Regions from separate parts of the Mus musculus genome. Here region 1 is linked to region 2. The links are chromatin contacts, called in public promoter capture Hi-C maps. All regions are on one chromosome and are shown on one strand. The core of a region is the stretch at or near the end of the contact, and the rest is flanking DNA. Distances in the headings are between cores, read along the strand shown.

Evidence for each region. Capture Hi-C pulls out chosen DNA fragments and counts their contacts.
Region 1: a promoter capture Hi-C map of liver shows a contact between it and region 2. The contact joins two enhancer-like sites. A contact is called at or near these places in 2 of 115 datasets of contacts at active chromatin or transcription factors (embryonic stem cells and epiblast stem cells) and 1 of 9 other capture datasets (liver).

What each region holds. Positions count from the first base shown.
Region 1 is chr5:151,391,143-151,397,013 of GRCm38.p6, forward strand. All of the region lies in intron 2 of 1700028E10Rik (RIKEN cDNA 1700028E10 gene), which reads left to right. It also overlaps a transcript of Stard13 not described here. Among named protein-coding and RNA genes, the nearest start is that of Gm3704, 12 kb to the right of the region's middle. Within about 2 kb of position 3,354, at least 74 of the 459 cell types and tissues checked have an H3K27ac peak or open chromatin away from gene starts, as enhancers often do. A contact at or near this core is called in liver, where this site is marked.
Region 2 is chr5:151,092,190-151,098,769 of GRCm38.p6, forward strand. Stard13 (StAR-related lipid transfer (START) domain containing 13) reads right to left here. Exons shown (of 14, transcript NM_146258.2): 2 at 3,232-3,303; 3 at 558-639. Among named protein-coding and RNA genes, the nearest start is that of Stard13, 95 kb to the right of the region's middle. Within about 2 kb of position 4,017, at least 22 of the 459 cell types and tissues checked have an H3K27ac peak or open chromatin away from gene starts, as enhancers often do. A contact at or near this core is called in liver, where this site is marked.

The DNA.
Region 1 (5,871 bases), core at 2,104-4,603, 300 kb after region 2:
ATTTTGAACATTTCTATGTGGGCTTCATGGGGAGGCTGAAGATGCTCCCTAAACATCAAGAGCCCATTGAGATAATGTATTAATTTCATACCACCGGTTCTAGTCTGATGACAAATCTAAAAGAGTGCCTTGCAAAGGCCAAAATATACTTCTTACATTTCTAAAAATTTATTGGATTCTCATGGGTAACTCACCTAAGTTATTTTCTTTTGAGCTCAGACCTGTGTGTTCTGAGTGATTTCATAATCTGCAATTTAAAAGTTGGGAAGAAATTCACCAGTAGAAAGAGTTAGAATACAAAGAGATGGTATATCTAGAGTGTGTGGATTTTTATAAGGACTAAAAATGTAAGACAGTCTTAAAATTAAATACATTAAAATAGGTCAATTAAAAATGTCAAGTATAATTTTGAGAAATGAATAAAATTGAATTAAAAATTAAATTGGGAGCAAGGGAGATTGTGGAGAGCCGTGCCGTGAGCAATCGCATGTGTGCCGTGAGCAATCGCCATTATAAGATGGCGCTGGCTTCCACTGTGCCTAACTAGTAAACAAGCCTTATGCGCAAATGCAAGAGTGAACTCACGCCTAGTCACTGCCCATCTCGAGGCGTAGTAATGGGGTGATGGGCGAGCAACGAATCAGGAGCTGTCATGCCACATCAGGTGCTGAAACGTCACGCTGCGGGCTATATAAGCAGCGCCATTTTCCCGGTTCGGGGTCTTCCTGAGAAGCAAGCAATAAAGCTTGGCCACAGAAGATTCCGGTTGTCCTGAGTGTGTTCTTGCCGGCGGGGACAAAAGCTTGGGATAGGAGATATCTCCACAGGTGAAGTACTTGACACACAAGAATGAGGACCAGAGTTCAGGATACCAGAAACCATGCAACTGTTGGGAGAGTATAGAGTCCTGCCTGTAATCTCTGTGCTTTTGTCAGAGACAGGGAACCCCAGGCTATCAAGGTTATCAGGATCAGTTCTGAGTTTAAGCAAGAGAACCTGCCTCAACATACATTGTGAAGAATGATGGAGGAAGACATCAGGTATTAATCTCTGGCCTCTATATGCACATACACACACATGTGTGAACACACACCCATATACACACACCACATACATACATCATATACGTCTATGAAAGCCATAGAAGGATGAATATAAATTGGCAGATTAATCAACTCTGAGCTGAGAAGAGAATTTGTGAATGGAAGAGTGTGTCACTGTGCCTAACTCTGAGGATCAAATTCAGATCCTCCCATTGGAACAGCAAACAGGTTATCCACAAAGATAACCCTCTAGGCTCATAAATTCTCAAATATACATATATATGCATACATATGCATACATAATACAGTGCATACCAACTATGAGGAAAAGATACACACATGTGTGATGGTGAAATAAAAGAACATCAAAGTCAAGAGCTTTTCTGCAAACACAGAAAAAAGCCAACTGTAAACATTCAACAACAGAGCTCTCCCAAGCCATAGCAGAGTCCAGGAAGGAGCATAACTCAGTGACGGTAAAAATCAGCTCTGCACAAACCTAGGATTCTCCTTTGAACTAAAGAGGAATATGCAAATAAAGGCAAAACATAGATACATTCAGACAAAAGTAGTGAGTTCAACTCTTGCTCAAATATATACCAGTCCAGCAATTTACAGAGAACAAAAACAAACAAACAAAAAACCAAAACTGAATCCAGAATATAGAAGACTCAAGAAAATAGCAAGAAAAAAGTTGATAATCAAAATGTTGGGGGAAGCCTTAGGTGAATTGATTTGAAGACCAGCATAAGCAGATGGTGCTGTTAATAATGACAGTCTCCTGGGTGCTATAGAACTAAAGAGATGCATGTGAAAGATCTTACTGAAGTAACACAGCAAAGCTGACAATAAAACATCCAGGGTGCTGGTAGATGCATGTAAGAAGCCCAGTTCTAGGAAGGCATAAACAGGATGATTGAAAGTTGAGGGTCAGCTCTCAAGACAAAACAAAATCAAGTGACATGAAAATTCTGTCAGCCATAAGTTATTTTTAGTGAAAAGGATGCTATTAGAGTTAACGAGATAATTCAGTAGAAGAAAAAAAATTTAAAATTCTAAGTTCCTATATAAATCCTCTTAATATAGAAAACAGAAATTGACAGAGCAATTGAAGGCACACAATCATAATGAAATGTGCATAACTCATACAGATCAAGAACATGAAAAGATTCATAAATGTGCATTCAGGTGATGACAAAGTGGGTCAATTAAGTAGTATGTTGAACTTAGAAGGAATATATTATATTCAAGTACAAATAGTTCACTGCTAAAAATAGTCCACACACTGAGCCATAAAAAATTCAGTACATATGAAAAAATGACAATATATTTTGACCTGTGTTATAAAATTGAAACCAAAATTTATCCCAAATTTCACAAAGACTGGAAATTTAAAAAGTTCATGGGACTGCTCTTTCAGAGGACCTGTGTTCAATTCCTAGCACCCATACCACGGCTCACAACCGTGTCTAACTCCAGTTCCAGGGATCCAACACCCTCTAAAGGCCTCCTTGAGCACTGTGCACACATAGTGCACATACACACATTTAGGCAAAACACCCATGCACATAAAATAAAAGTAAATCTCAAAACTGCAAGGATAAGTGATCCAGTCACACTGGATTGTTCTGCACTGCCCTCTGATTTCTCTGACCTGTTTGTCCATGCTGAGCCTGTGCTGACTGTGTGCTGCCAGGGTCCTTGGCCATGTTTAAAAGTGAATATCGCTAAGACCTAAGACCTGTGGCCTCGGGCAGAGCTACCAAGAGCTTACCCTGTGGGGTAGTTACATGATCATTTTGGTGACTGCTAGTAAAATCCAGCTGTTGTTTGTTTTTGTTTTTTGTCTATTTACTTTTTGTTCTGCATTTTGCTTTTTCTCCCCTGTGAATCAAGACACAAGCAAGGTCAAAGGCAGTCAGTTTGTCTATCCTAGGCTGTTACATAAGAGCTGTAGCCGGAAGGACTCTTTGCTGGCTCACCAACCACAGAGGGGAGTCATTTAGGCTAATGTCATTGAAAGGACAGCGTGGTCTCTAAGACTTGTAGAGTTCTGGAGACAAGCAGGAAACTAAGAAAAGGCATGCTTGCTTCCCCTCCACCCACTGCCCTTTTGTGGGTGAGCTTTGGGTGAATCCACAATGTCCCCAGAGCTCTAGCAGGAGGGATGGCGTTGTGAAGGGGGAGAGTGGCTGGTTCCCAGTATAATTGATGTGGGTTTCCTGCAGCATTCGTTGGTTCAGGGTATCCACTTTCCCTCACATAATCTTCCATTGTTCTCCCTGGTTCCTGTTTGATTTGGCAGGACTGACTGCTGGCTGTGCACTCCAATGCTCCTCATTCCGCTGTGCTAGACTCAGCTGAAATCCTTGCCTCCCCTCAAAGAAGCCAAATGCATCATGAACAGTGACATTTCTGCTAGCCAGGAAAACATAAAGAAATCCCAGTGAAGCAAGAAGGTAGACAAAATTCTTTCCAGCATTTGAACAAAAAGGGTAATTGTTTTTGTTGTTTTTGTTCATCTAAGTTTTATGGAAGTCGATTATCCAACTCTCTGCTGGACTTTCAAACCTCCTTTTCTCTGTCCTACATAATTTAAACACACTATAAATACCCTTAGCTACTCTGAGGGCGGGCCCATATTTGCAAGGCAACCACGGTTTGAGATATTGTTGAATTTGAAAGGCAGCACTTCCTTGTCCGGCACATAAACTCCAATGAAGGTTATGATGAGTGTGCTGGTGGTGGCCACGTTTGACAGCCAGACAAGCAGCTCATTTATTCCAAAAGACTTTGAATCCATGCCCAGAGTCAAATGTAGACTCTTTTTTTAAAACTCAGGAGGCTTGAAATAAGAAAGTTAACTGACTCACAGTGCCCTTCTTGTTAGGGAGTAGGAAGGCTTCAGAATGGAGAGAGGGCTAAAGTGTTTGAACCTGTCCGATGGCTTCTTTATGGGGTTCAGCCATGGTATTTCCTAGCTTGTCTTGTGTGAAAGTCTATATTGCTTGTTGAAGGTTGAAAATATCATCTCTTTATGAAAATCCCCAATCCTGGGAAGAAAATATAGAATGAAAAAATAAAATGGGATATAGGAAGCCTGTGGAATAGGACTTTAAAAACCCCTGTGCATCACTGAATCAGTAAATGAGCTAACAAGAGAGTTTTGTGGCCACCAAGGACCCCCTCCATGTCCCTGCTTCCCTCAATGATAGACATAACCTGTAAGTTGAAGTAAAACCTGTCTTCCCAAGTCACTGTTTGGTCATGGTGTTTATCACAGGAACGGACAGCAAACTGTTAAAAGTGCATGCTATATATTATAAGCCTAGTCAAAAGCTGGAGGCTGGAGAGATCACAGACCTTAGAAGCCATTCATTATTACTGTTTTGCTAAGTAGACGGTCCCATTGCCTCCTAAACACTCATGTTCATATGCATTGATTAGTGATACTCTCACCCTGAATCAGGGTGGCTTATGGCAAATAGGAGGTAGTTAATGCAGAGGCTCACACCTGGTCAAAGTGTCCAGAAGTGTTACAGAAGAACAGGTCAATAAGAACCTAAGAGCCAGAGGCTAGAGATGCCTGCGTTTGAAAAGATGACTTCTGGACAAGACCTGGCTGTTATAGTCATAAACTCGTTATGGAAGGTGGAGGAGTGTTCCTGAGACACTACTGACAGTAAATCCCTCCCCGAGGGGCTACCAAAAGTTAATAGTTGCTGTGGGTAATGCATTGTGCTTCCGGGTGATGTAGCCACCAATGCATTGCCCTTGTTCCAGTAACTATCCTGCCAGCTATACTTATGTAAATTCAATGGCTCACACACAAAAAGAAGACTTCAAATTGGAGGGTACTTGCTGAGGAGTTTAAGCAGGAAGAAGAAAGGGGGTGTGAGGATAGCAGGGAGTGAAATGATTAAAATTGGTTATATATGTATATGAATGCCAAAGAATAAAAAGTAATTTTTAAAAATTCAACAGTGATCCCTTTGAGTGTGTTCTATTGCTCGGCACTAAAGGTATAAACAGATTTTGTTATCAGAAAAAAATGTCTTTGTACTGAATACAGATTCCCAGAATAGTACAGAACAAGGTTGAAGCCAGGCTGTGCCTCCAGGCTGGATAGTGAGAGGAACACCTACCTATTTCCCAGAAGAGCCTTACTGTGCATCCTCTGAGGAAGAGAAACCTTTTACATAAATATGTCGTGAGCCTTGGTGAGGCAGGGCACTGTAAATTCACAGTATCAGAGATGTCATCCTGACACCTATGTGTCACCCTGCACTCACAGAGAAAGGACTTTCGTATGGTCTGTATTTAACCCCGGCTGCAAATAGCTCTGCTGGGAAATGAATTACTTATGAGTTGTTAAGTTCTATTCAGACCGACTAATACTTTATGTAAATCTATGTCTTCCTCAAGCCTTTGATTTCACTCAGGTGATTCTTGATGCTCCCAAATGTTAAGTGAATGAGCTTAATGTTAGTAACACAGTGCCATCATTGATAGTTGCCTTAGTCAGGGTTTCTATTCCTGCACAAGCATCATGACAAAGAAGCAGTTGGGGAGGAAAGGGTTTATTCAGCTTACACTTTCCACATTGCTGTTCATCATCAAGGGAGTCAGGACTGGAACTCAAGTAGGTCAGGAAGTAGGAGCTGATGCAGAGGCCATGGAGGGATGTTTCTTACTGGCTTGCTTTCCCTGGTTTGCTCAGCCTGCTCTCTTATAGAACCCAAGACTGCCAGCCCAGAGATGGTCCCACCCACAAGGGGCCTTTCCCCCTTGATCACTAATTGAGAAAATATCCCACATCTGGATTTCA
Region 2 (6,580 bases), core at 2,767-5,266:
ACGAGAAAGGTTTAAATAAGTCAATCTGCCAGTGTATTTACTTGGCCTTACGTATTCTGATTTGAAGATATAACCACTTGACTTTATATATGTTAAAAAAAAACTTAGGTCAGGTTGAACATCCTCAAAGGGCATCTCAGACATTGCCCTGACAACACTTGAGATGACCGACCCTCCTGAATCCTTCCGCCACCTCAACTGTGCTGTCTCCTTACTGTCCTAATCATTAGCTCACATTTAAAAAATGGCATTTAACAATACTCTGAAATATCCACCCTTTCTCTTTTTTCTCTCCTCTTCTGTCTTTTCTTCTCTCTTCCTCTTACTCTTTTTCCTAATCTAATGTCTGAAGTGCCCCCCAAGTCCCTGTTTAAGATTTAAACTCTACAGAAACAGGAACTGAGCATCCTCAGGGTACCAGGACCAACCAGCAACAGTGACCACAATAAACGTATTTCCAAAGTTGTTAATGTCAACCTTTAACTTTGTGCTGCCCAAAATAGAGACAGACCAAGGAAAGAAACCAAAACCAAAGATACTTCACTCATCTGGCTTACCTGCAAAGAGGTTCTACAAGGTCCCTTTCAAGAAAGTCATGGTCTTTTTTGACGGCCGCAATGTTGATGGGGAACTGCGAATCTGAGAGAGAAAGGAGAAGACAGAGGCTTATGCCTTTGGCTGCATGAACTCAGGCCATCAGGTTCTGCACAAATCACCATTCTTAATTCCTAAATCTTAAATCACAGTTACTGCTTATTGTTATTGCTGACAGCATTTAAAAATAGCACAGATTATTATTATTATTCACAGAAAATGCTCTTGAGAGTGCAGTGTAAGTGCAAACTATGAAAACAAGCATCTTAACCTTGGGCAGGATTGCATGCCAAGGGCCCTTTAAGCCCATCCTTATCTGACATTCCTCAGGAGGACATGAAGAACAGCTCCTGCATTCTTCCTATTCACCACAGGACAGATGACTTCATAGAATTCTTAGTTTAGCAAACGTTTTTTCCTTCAAAAAGGACATTTCCAAAAACAGCCCAAGTTTAATAGTCCCAGATCTGATTTCCTTCCTTCCTTCCTTCCTTCCTTCCTTCCTTCCTTCCTTCCTTCCTTCCTTCCTTCCTTCCTTCCTTCCTCTTTCCCCCCTCCCTCCCTTTCTCCCTTTCTTCTTTTGGTAGCAAAATTTTCAGTCATCTTGAAGTCCCTGAATTGATGCCACAAAAGAAGAGATTCCTAGCCCATGACTGTTCCCCAAAAGAGGACTCATGCCAACTGGGGTGGTAACTGTCAAAATCCGGAATATGGCTTTCATTTTAGGTCCCTCTTTTACATAGGAAAACCTCTTGCTATCACTTGACATAATGGCCCAAGGTCAACTTTCATGTTGGTCACTGGGACAGCCATGGCTTCCTCTTTTGTATGCCCCATGTCTTCCCAGTTAAAATGAAGCTAACGTTTCTAAATCCTCCTCTGGGTTGGAAGCAGACACTTCCCCCCATCCTGGGCACACATCTTTTTCTCTTTAGAGCATAGGCTACACAGTAAAAGTTTAAACATACTGGCATATTTACTTAGCTGTAGACATTCCAATTGGAAGACATAACCCTTGCCTTTATAAAAAAGAATCCACTCAAGTGGATGAACTCAAAGTATTTCCCAGTGACTGAATCTCTCATGGTCCCCAGTGAACGGCACCTCACTCTCCTGTCACGTGATTATACATCACAGCGAGAAACCCAGAAACAGGAGCCCAGGTGGCTGGAGAGATGGCTCAGTGGTTGAGAGCACTGATTGCTCTTCCAGGGGATCTGAGTTCAATTCCCAGCAACCACATAGTGGCTCACAACCATCTGTAATGGGGTCTGGTGCCCTCTTCTGGTGTGTCTGAAGAGAGCAATGGTGGGGTATTCATATGCATACAATAGACAAATAAATCTTAAAGAAACAAAAACAAAAACAGGAGCCCAGGGACTCTAGTTTTAAGTATACACTACTTCTTTGCTGCGTTGCTCTGGGCAAGTAACATTCCCTCAACTGTAAAGTAAGTATCACAGTCATGAAGGCTACTTTACGGCAGAAGTGTGAGTATTCACTGAATATTGGTTTTTGAATAATAGCAGTTACAGAGCAAGCTCTGCTGTTTTCATTATATTTATGTGATATATATATGTGTGTGTGTGTATGTATATATATATATATATATATATATATATATATATATATATATATATATGTATACCATGTAGCATGTACATGTTTCTGAGCTATAGCACATCTTAGATACTTATGGACTGCTCACATTAAATCTCATAGTACCTATAGCATCATATGTATATGTATATATGATTCATCAAGAATCAGAAAGGCTGGGATTTTTTAATTTCCCATCCATCCATGTAAGGACAGCGAGCTGCTTGTTTTTCTTTTGTCTGGACACAGAGACATGTCTGGGAAGAAGAAATCTTAACTGAGAAATTTCCTCCATGCTATTGGCCTGCAGACAAATATGTGGGATATTATCTTGATTAATGATTGATGTGGGAGGTTCCCACTCACTGTGGGTGGGGCCACCCCTGTGCTAGTGGTCCTGGGTGCTATAAGAAAGCAGGCTGGGCAAGCCACAAAGAGCAAGCCAATAAACAGCATCCCTCCTTGGCCTCTGGATCCATTCCTGCCTCCAGGTTCCTGCCCTGCCTTCCCTCAGGGAAGGAGTGTGGCCTGAGAGCTGTAAGCTGAAACAACCATTTCCTTATTTGGGTCATGGTGTTTGTCACAATAGCAGAAACTCTAACTAGGACGAGATCGCTTAATGTCCTGGGCTTTCCCTTCCTAATTAGTAAATTGCTGGTAGAGAATAGGAGTTGGGGATTGTTTAGATTTAAACTATAGCAATCAATCAATCAATCAATCAATCAATCCTTTTCCTTCCTTTCCTTCCTTTCCTTCCTTTCCTTCCTTCCTTTCCTTCCTTTCCTTCCTTCCTTCCTTTCCTTCCTTTCCTTCCTTTCCTTCCTTCCTTTCCTTCCTTTCCTTCCTTTCCTTCCTTTCCTTCCTTTCCTTCCTTCCTTTCCTTCCTTTCCTTCCTTTCCTTCCTTTCCTTCCTTCCTTTCCTTCCTTTCCTTCCTTTCCTTCCTTTCCTTCCTTTCCTTCCTTTCCCTCCCTCCCTCCCTCCAGGCAGGGTCTCAGTTGTCAGTTCTCTCTGTGAAAAACGGAGAAAGGCTCACATACCTTCATACAGCTGAGCGTACTGCGGGAACCCGGCAGCTCGGAGCCAGTCACATGCTTCCTTCGCCTCAATTTCTAAAACATACAAGAAAAAGAACATCGTGAGTGTGACAACCTCAGTCGTTCTGGTGTGTTCCGTGCAAGTCATTACAAGGCGAAAGTCAGTCTACCCAGAAGGAGGATGCAGAGACTGTGCAGGCCACATGAAGCACCGTTCTGTGTGTGCTTGGGTTATCTTCCTTGTGGAGCCATAGTTATGGATGATAACCAACCTCCCAGGGCAGAACACAAAGGCTGAGTGTCCCCTAGGGAAAAATACCATCTTTATGTACCAAGGAACTAGGTGACTAGGGAGGAAAAGAATGGCTTATTATAATAATTATAATCCTCTTTTTAATGGGTCCTTTACAATTTTCCAAGATAAGCCTGAGATTATTTATTTAGCTTTACTTTAACTCTCCCATTCAGGATCAAAAAATACAATGGAGTAGTCTATTTTCTCACAAACGGAGGCATTACAAAAATCCAGTCTTACCGATGGTTTTAATTCCCAGTGCACTGCATGAAGATACTCATTGGTCAAGAATATTGGACTGATTTCAAACTCAGAGTGCAGAGGTAAGAGGACCCTGAGGCCTGAGTCTAATGGAGCTGCCAGAATGGAGAGGGCCGCACCCAAGAGGCTGGTGGGTCCTTTGGGTGAGAATTTGTGGGATGGATACACCAGCAACCCTCCCTAAGGGAATCTGGGGTGAGATGGGCGGAGGGACCGTGTGTAAACCAGGCCATTCTCTGACCTTGTGAATTCTGGATTATTTCTCAACCACCACACTCTTAGATAAACATCAGCCTAGGGAAAAGAAGTCCATCTGTCAAAAGTTCAGCTTCTCCAAATAGAAGTAAAAAGCCCAGGGAAATATCCCAACCAAAGCTCTCCTAGACCACGGGGTGCTCCGTCAGTGAGTTTCCGCTTGTTTTCCTCTGCAGACAAAACTTCCAGTAAAGACCTTTCTTGAATCCTTTGCACAAAACCCATCTAACATGGGCCACAGGCCTGAGACTGGGCCCTCTCACAATAAAGGCTCATCATGTTTGACGTGACAAATCCATTTAATTTATATTAAGAAAACAAACCAAAGGCCAGATCTTAGCCCCTAAAGATGTGCTTCCTTCTGTCAGTATCCCTAATCTGTTCCCACAACAGGGACAGAAAACCTTCAAGTTCTGGTTTTTGTCTGAGTTGAGAAGTTTCTGCTAATTCTGACCAGCATGGATTGCGTATTCATCTCCAGTTTCAAGCTGCAGACCGGCTGCCTAGTTCAGCATGAAACAGAGGGCCGACATGAGAAAACAGTCTGGATTTCCAGACTCGCTTAATTTAAGCTCAGTTATATGAGTGGGTAAGGAATCAAAGAATCCTACATTTTCTAGTGAATCATAGCAATCCTATGCATTTTTCTGTTTTACTTTTGTTTGTGCTATGATTAAATCATAGCTTCAAGCAAGAAAGTACCAGAGAACCAGCAAATGAAGACACAGGGAGACCTACAAGTTAGGTGCTTTACAGCATACAGGGATTTGGAGGGAATTGGGAATTCAGGTAAACATAGGACATTAAACCCCTGGAACTAAATGATAGCAAGATGTGGGGAAATTAGAGAGCCAGGGATCTGTCTAGAAAAATCTCTGGGACTGAGAACTATGGCCAGGAGGAGGGATGGGCAGAGGCAAGGTAGAGAGATTCCACATAAAGTTTCTCCAAACCACTTTATTTTCCCCCAGTAGGAACATTGATAATGAACTGAAATACCATTCATACACAAACACAAATAGTCAAACCTTAATTAGAACCAGTCTCTGTTAGCCATTCAAATGAACTATGCTTTTAACCCTCTTATGACAAGGTTTAAGGTTTCATACTCAAATCACTGAATTGCAAGGAGTAAATGATAGCAAACTAGAAACTGCCACTCACCAAGCCACAGTGAGAAGGTCTTTTAGACAGTTGCTCTTCATACACAGCTGCCTTTCTGTTTGCCTAAATGTCTACCAAACACTCACTGTCCCTTTGCATTCTCCAGTAAGATTCATTCAGTAAGACACTTTCCTACTGGAGGACTTCTTTGGTTATAAGGACACATAAGGTTTAAAATGAGAGTATAGAAAGGACACTGCATTATGGTTGGATGGGAATCGTGCCTTAAGGGATCATGAATGTTTGGTCACCACATGGTGGTGGTGTTTTGGAAGGTGGTAGAACCTTAGGAGGTGGTACCGAGCTGCAGGGGGTGGGTCCCTGGGGGATGGGTGGGTGGGGTTGGCACTAGGGTTATAGGTCAGCCTCTTTTCCATTGACCTCTGTGTTCCCCAGACTGTCTCGATATGAGCAGGCCTTTCTCCGCCGTGCCGAACCGGATCACCTCAAACTGTGAGGCCAAGCAGATCTCTAAAATTCATTCTTTCAGGAATTTTGTCACTATGGTGAGATGAGTTACTAATATGTTAGACAAGTGGAAACTGGGAGAGCAGGGAGAGTTACAATCTATCAAGAGACAAAGGTCATTATGTAATGATAAAGGATTCAATTCATCTAAAGGGCATAACAGCTTTGTATATGCACCCAGTTTCAGGCAGCTTGGCAGGAAAATATGAGGAGAGCAGAAGGGAGTGTGGCTGCTGGCCTAAAATCTTGACATCTCAATCAAAGAGCAAAACAAACCCACCAACCATCAACAAAGCTATATATCTTTGTTGTATAATTCCCACCATGAAATTTCACTTTGACCATTGAGCTGAGTTGGAGAGGCACCTTACAATGTCTGTGGCTCACCCACTGTTCCTTCTAATGCCTATCAGACAAACGCTATTTCCCCAGGGCCTTCACAGTGGCCAAAACACAGGAAAATTAGAAGGGAGTCATATTGCCAGTGCCATTTCACAAGGCTCTATCTAATGGGATTTAAATGACACTTGATGAAGAAAGCCGTGGGCATTTATTCTTTAATGTGCTCTTAGTAACCATCAATGTATTATGCAAAATCATTTTGTGCCATTAAAATCACATCGGGCTATTCTGTTTGTTCCCATTTTCAGCCCTCACCTCTCCTTGTAGCAGCTCCAGGAATGGGTCAACTCATAGAAGCTCTCTTGCTGAAAACACAAGATATGTGGGGGTGGGACCCAAGAATGCCAGTGGAAAAAAGGGCCCACAGACCTCAACATTGGACTAGAGATGTACCCTTTTACCTGCAGGGATATGACCCAAGAGTCCCAATGGATGCTGAAATTCAGATTGTAGTCTAAACCCAGTATATGCCATGACTTTTGATTCAATAACCGAGATGGCTTCCAA